Linked DNA regions of Mus musculus: region 1 is linked to region 2. The links are chromatin contacts, called in public promoter capture Hi-C maps. All regions are on one chromosome and are shown on one strand. Each heading gives the region's core, a stretch centred on a gene start, on an enhancer-like site or on the middle of the called end of the contact. The rest is flanking DNA. Distances are from core to core; before and after follow the strand shown.

Region 1 (2,700 bases), core at 112-2,611, 51 kb after region 2:
TTTAGGAGGACGAGGAAGCCACTCACATCCTGAAATATCTACAGTAGTTATTTTTCTGGGGTTGGGTGGAGGGTTGCCTAGAACTCAGTAATCTTCCTACTCAGTCTTCCAAATGATTACAGGATCATGGGTGTGAGATGCCATATCCAGCTCCATTTCAACTGAATATTGTGTTCTAGTCAAATTGACACACGAAATCAACCATTATAACCAGCTAGCAGAAATACATAATTATACATGTATGTGTGAGGCAGGAGGATCATGAATTTGAGGGTCACATAAATAGAATCCTATAATACAATAATTATTATTAATGATGATGATAATGATAATGACTGTAGAGAGATCATCTTGTGTATTGTGGATGCCTTACCTGTCAATTTAAAAGCCTACAGCTTAAGCAGGAAATAGAGGTGGGACATTGGGAGGAGAAAGAATTCTGGGAGAGGAGGAGTCCGGGAGAGAGAGGAGCCTGGAAAAAGGTGAGGAGACAGACACATGGACACGTGGTACCTGAGCACAAGTAATCAGCCACGTGGCAAAATGCAGCTTAAAATAAATGGGTATTTTTTAGTTATAATCTAGTCAGAGTAGAGCCTAGCTATATGGCCAAGGTATTTGTAAATATAATTTGAGCCTGAATCTTATGTCCAGGAGCATGGGGCTGGCAGAAAGAACCAGGACTTTAACAAATGATGATGCCAGGGAGACAGACTGCTCAGCTAGTAAAGGCACCTGCTGCCACCCATATGGTGGAAGGAGACCTGATCCAAATTAGGTTGTCCTCTGACCTCCACATCTGGGCTATACTATGGGTTGCAGGCTACACATGAGCACACACAAACATGCATATGGATAAATTTACACAACAGTGTGCACAGTGTATACTTTATAAGTAAACATGTAGTTCGCAGAAGTAGGGAAGGCAGCCCAGCTGTTAAGAGCACTTACTGTTCTTCCAGAAGACTGTGGTATAGTTCTGAGCACCAGCTGGAGGGAGCTTCATGCCCTCTTCTGACCTCTGGCATGTTATGCACACATACAAGCAAATACTCAAAACCACATTAGAATGTAAGGAAAGGGCTGGTTTGGCGGTGCATGCCTTTAGTCCCAACTCCTTTGAGTTCAAGGCCAGCCTGGTCTACATAGCAAGTTTGAAGACAGAGCTACTAACTGAAACCTAGTCTTCTGCAAAATGGCCCAAGGTTCGAGGTTGGAGGTTTTCCGGTCTTAAATTTACCCAGCACACAACCCTACTTACGGGCTCCGCCGTCCTGGGGGTGACTCAGAAGCCAGAAGATAAGAGCCCACATGGTGTCAGGATCAAGCTTTAAGCTTCCACTGTCCTGAGAAACTAGACTTTAGAGAAGTCGCGACTGCCTGCGGAAACCAATAGGGTGGGGGTGGGGGTGGGGTGAAGCCTGTTAACAGATAAGGCTGGTTCAGTTTCAAGCTTTAGGGGTTCCTGCAGAGCTTCCCACTAGGATGAAGGCTTTCTTTTCTGGATATGGGTCTGCTGGCTTGCAGGCTAGTGCCCCTAGGGGGAGTGAGCCCTCTGTATGACATTTCTGACTCTTTTCCAGGAGTTTCAGCTTGTTTACTTTGGGCTTTGGGGCAGTTAACAGTGTTAGACTTCAGCGCCCCGCCCCACTGTCAGTCTGTCAGACTTCAGCGCTTTCCTGCGGGGTGGGGGTGGGGAAGTGATGAAGCTGGGAAGTCGAAACCGAAACTGTAGCACTTTTCTACTGCTGGGTAGTTAGCTAACTTGTATCTTTGTGGAACTGCAGTCATTTCAGTGTAATTACCTAAAGCATCAAGAGCCTTCCAGACAAGGCATCCACTGTTCTAGTGTAGTGTGCCTGTTGCTTTCTGTTTCCTTCTCATTAGGTAGTTTCTGTTATTTTCTTTTAGAAAAAAAGATTCATCTTATTTTTAACTGGTGTGTGTGTGTGTGTGTGTGTGTGTGTGTGTGTGTGTGTCTTAGTCTTAGGGTTTCCATTTCTGTGAAGAGACACCAAGGCAACTCTTACAAAGGATAACATTTAACTGGGGCTGGCTTACAGGTTCATAGGTTCAGTCCATTATTATCAAGGCAGGAAGCATGGCAGCATGAAAGCAGGCATGGTGCTGGAGATAGAGCTGAGAGCTCTATATCTTGTGATGGGCACCAGAATACTGTCTTCCAGGCAGCCAGGGGAAGGGTCTCAAAGCCCACCCTCACAGTGACACACTTCCTTCAACAAGGCTACACCACCTAATAGTTCCACTTCCTGGGCCAAGCATATTCAAACTACCACAGTGTGTGCGTGAATGTGTGCCACATTTGGGTGGGCATCCAAGGATGTGGCATTGGCTACCATGGAGTTGGAGTCAGAGATGATTGTCAGCCACCAGATATGGATTCAGGAAATTGAGTCTGGTTCTCTGGAAGAGCAATTTGTGCCCTGTGCAAACATGAGGACCTGAGTTCAAATCTCAAGCACCCCTGTAAACAGCTACCTCTGGCCACATCAGTGACTTGAGTGCTGGGGGTGTTGAAGAGGGAATCACTGGGGCTTGCTAGCTACCAGCCTAGCCAATGGCCTGGCAAGAGTGCTCAGTGCCCTTATTCTGTAAGCTGTCCCACATACAACCAGGGAGGGTGAAGATGGAAAGATGGGGTAAAAGAGAACCAAGTGGAATGATAATTGTGCATTGGAG
Region 2 (2,700 bases), core at 128-2,627:
AAGCACCCATACACATAAAATACTAATTTTTTGTTTGTTTGTTTTCTTTCCAGCTAGGAATGTTGGTGCACATCTGTAACACCAACATTCAATTGGCAGACTCACATGGATCTTTATGAGTTCCAGGCCAGCCTGATCTACATAGTGAGTCCCAGACTAGTCAGGCTGCATAGTGAAATCCCACCTCAAAGAACAAAACACCTTTTAATTAAAGGTATTTCTCAAGCACTACTACCTACTAATGGTCCACTACCCACTCTCTTATTTTGTTTTGTTTTCTTTTTCGAGATAGGGTGTCTCTGTGTAGCCCTGGCTGTCCTGGAACTCAGAAATCTGCCTGCCTCTGCCTTCCAAGTGCTTGGATTAAAGGCGTGCGTGCACCACCACTGCCCAGCTCACTACCCACTCCTTAAACTGCACTTTGATTAATAGAGTGACATCCTTCTGTACCCTTTTATCTGCCCAGTCTTTAGTTCTGCACCAGGCACTTGATTGACAGCAACTCTTCAGTCTTCACTTCCTTACTATTTCTTTGACACTTCTTACAAAAGTCACTGCCAGAGCCTAGTGTTCCTAAATCTATCCTGGCACACACCTTTAATCCCAGCACCTGGGAAGCAGAAGCAAGCAGATTTCTGTGCCTTGGAGGGTAGCATGGTCTACTGAGTGAGTTCTGGGACAGCTAGGGCTATGTAGAGTGATCTTGTTTTCTTCGAGGCAGGGCTTCTCTGTGTAGGCCTCGCTGTCAGGGAACTCGCCTTGTAGACCAGGCTGGCCTCGAACTCACTTAGATCCGCCTTCCTCGGCTTCCTGATGCTGGGATCAAAGGCGTGTTCCCCCAAGGCTTGGCTGAGAGAACGTCTTAAAAAAAAGAGACCTTTATACCACGCACAAAGCACATCGCATGAGTATTAAAGTAAACCTTGATCCTAGCCCTTGACATAAAGACAGCACCTAGTGCAGTCCAGCGGGACCGAGCCTTTGGAGTCCACGAAGGAGCTGTTGTTCTCTGGGAGGGAGGCAAGTGCAGTTGGGAGCGCACCACACGATTCAAGGCACGCTCCCTCACCGCGGTAGGAAAGAAGTCAACAATTCTAGTTCCTGTCCTGCCGTCCCTCCCTCGGTGACATATGGTCTTCCCGTCTCCCGTCCGCCTCTCTGGGCTCTAGGACGGCCCGGGGCACGCGGCCTCTGCCCCGGCGCACATGCGCAGGACCCACGCTCCATGGAGGCCGCCGCCGTCCCCGCCACTCCTGCCTCCTTCCCCACTCACCCGCGGGGCTCGTGCCCTCGCCGTCCCCGATCCACTCGGGCTCGGGCGGCTGTTGCTTGGGACCCTTCGGCATCGCGGCGGCAGTTAAGAGTCCTCCAGCGGCGCCCGGCGCCGTTTCCGCTTCCGGCGATGTGGGCCGGCCAGTGGGCGGGCTCTCCATGTAGGCTCCGCCCCGACCCGCGGAGGGTCTGCTGCGCAGACACGTGGGGCAAAGGGGCGTGGCGGCATTGCGGCTTTGGGGGTGTGGCCAGAGACGTCACCTACTTGACTGGAGTGGGCAGCGCGTCATGACCGTCCCAACGCCTAAGCAGCTGATGCTGCGACGCGGTGACACTCAAAGAAGGACATGGTAATTTCCAGGTAGGCAGAAGTAGACATCTGATTGTGTCATCCTAGCTGGTGTCTGGAACTCGCTGTGTAGCTGAGGTTGACCTCCAACCCAGAGAGGCGTTTGCCTTTGGCTCCGGAGTGCTGAGTTTTGTTTTGTTTTGCAGACAAGGTTCTCTGTGTAACACTGGCTGGCCTCTAACTCAGAAATCCGCCTGCCCCTGCCTCCTAAGTGCTGGGATTAATAAGGTGTGCGCCACCACTGCCTGGTAGGAGTGCTGAGGTTTGTCGACACACCCTGTTCTGAATCCTTTTTGTTGTTTAACCAGGGACTCACTGTGTAGTCTTAGGCTGCTCTGAAACTCACAATGTAGTCTTGGTTGGCCTGGAACTCCTAGAATTCCGCCTGCTTTTCTGCCTCTGGGAGAGCCAGGATTACAAGTCTGTACTATTATGCCTGACTGGCCACTTTATTTAAAACAGTACACCTCTTCAGTCATTCTTCACTACTTCTAATCCTATTTTTTTCTAATCCTACGTACTGTAAACTGTATTTAAAGACACCACAGCCAGTCGGCTTAGGAAAGTGTAACCTTACTCGCCCTTGGTTGACATGTCAATAAATATCCAGGTGTACAGATATAACCAAGGAACTCCACCCCAATAACTATTATGCAATGGAACCTGGAGTTTTGTGTGTGTGTGATAATTTTGTCCTAATTGACCTACTGTAATTGCACATAAAATGGCAAGCAATGAGCAGTTGTAAGTTTTGACAAACAAGCCCCCCCCCCCTTTTTTTTGAGACAGGGTTTCTCTGGGTAGCCCTGGCTGTCTTGGAAATCATTGTGTAGACCAGGCTGGCCATGAATTCAGAGATCTACCTGCCTCTGCCTCCCAGGAAGCATATACCTTTCAAACCACAATCAAGAGATGGCTGGCTTTAACGCTAATGACTGACAGGCATGGGGGTTTGGATGAGGGTTTCCACACCTGGGGCAGCTCCTGTCTTCAGTCATGCTCTTCTTTTCCTTATGTAGTCCAGTCTTGCCTCAAGTCCTCTAAGTAGCCAATGATACTCAATTTCCCATTTTCTTGTC

What was found. Capture Hi-C pulls out chosen DNA fragments and counts their contacts.
Region 1: a promoter capture Hi-C map of adipose tissue shows a contact between it and region 2. The contact joins the promoter of H2-T24 here to the promoter of Abcf1 in region 2. A contact is called at or near these places in 9 of 39 promoter capture datasets (3T3-L1-derived adipocytes, the C10 cell line, the HPC-7 cell line and 5 more), 3 of 484 Hi-C or Micro-C datasets (B cells, CD4 T cells and bone marrow-derived macrophages), 9 of 115 datasets of contacts at active chromatin or transcription factors (CD8 T cells, the HPC-7 cell line, the SCID.adh cell line and 5 more) and 3 of 9 other capture datasets (adipose tissue, liver and pancreatic islet).

Annotation. Positions count from the first base shown.
Region 1 is chr17:36,019,199-36,021,898 of GRCm38.p6, forward strand. It overlaps H2-T24 (histocompatibility 2, T region locus 24), which reads right to left and starts at 1,362. Exons shown (of 6, transcript NM_008207.3): 1 at 1,262-1,362. The coding sequence starts at 1,313. All of the region lies in intron 1 of A930015D03Rik (RIKEN cDNA A930015D03 gene), which reads left to right.
Region 2 is chr17:35,968,373-35,971,072 of GRCm38.p6, forward strand. Abcf1 (ATP-binding cassette, sub-family F (GCN20), member 1) reads right to left here and starts at 1,378. Exons shown (of 23, transcript NM_013854.1): 1 at 1,274-1,378. The coding sequence starts at 1,346. Gm32655 (a long non-coding RNA gene) reads left to right here and starts at 1,413. Exons shown (of 2, transcript XR_385568.4): 1 at 1,413-1,633.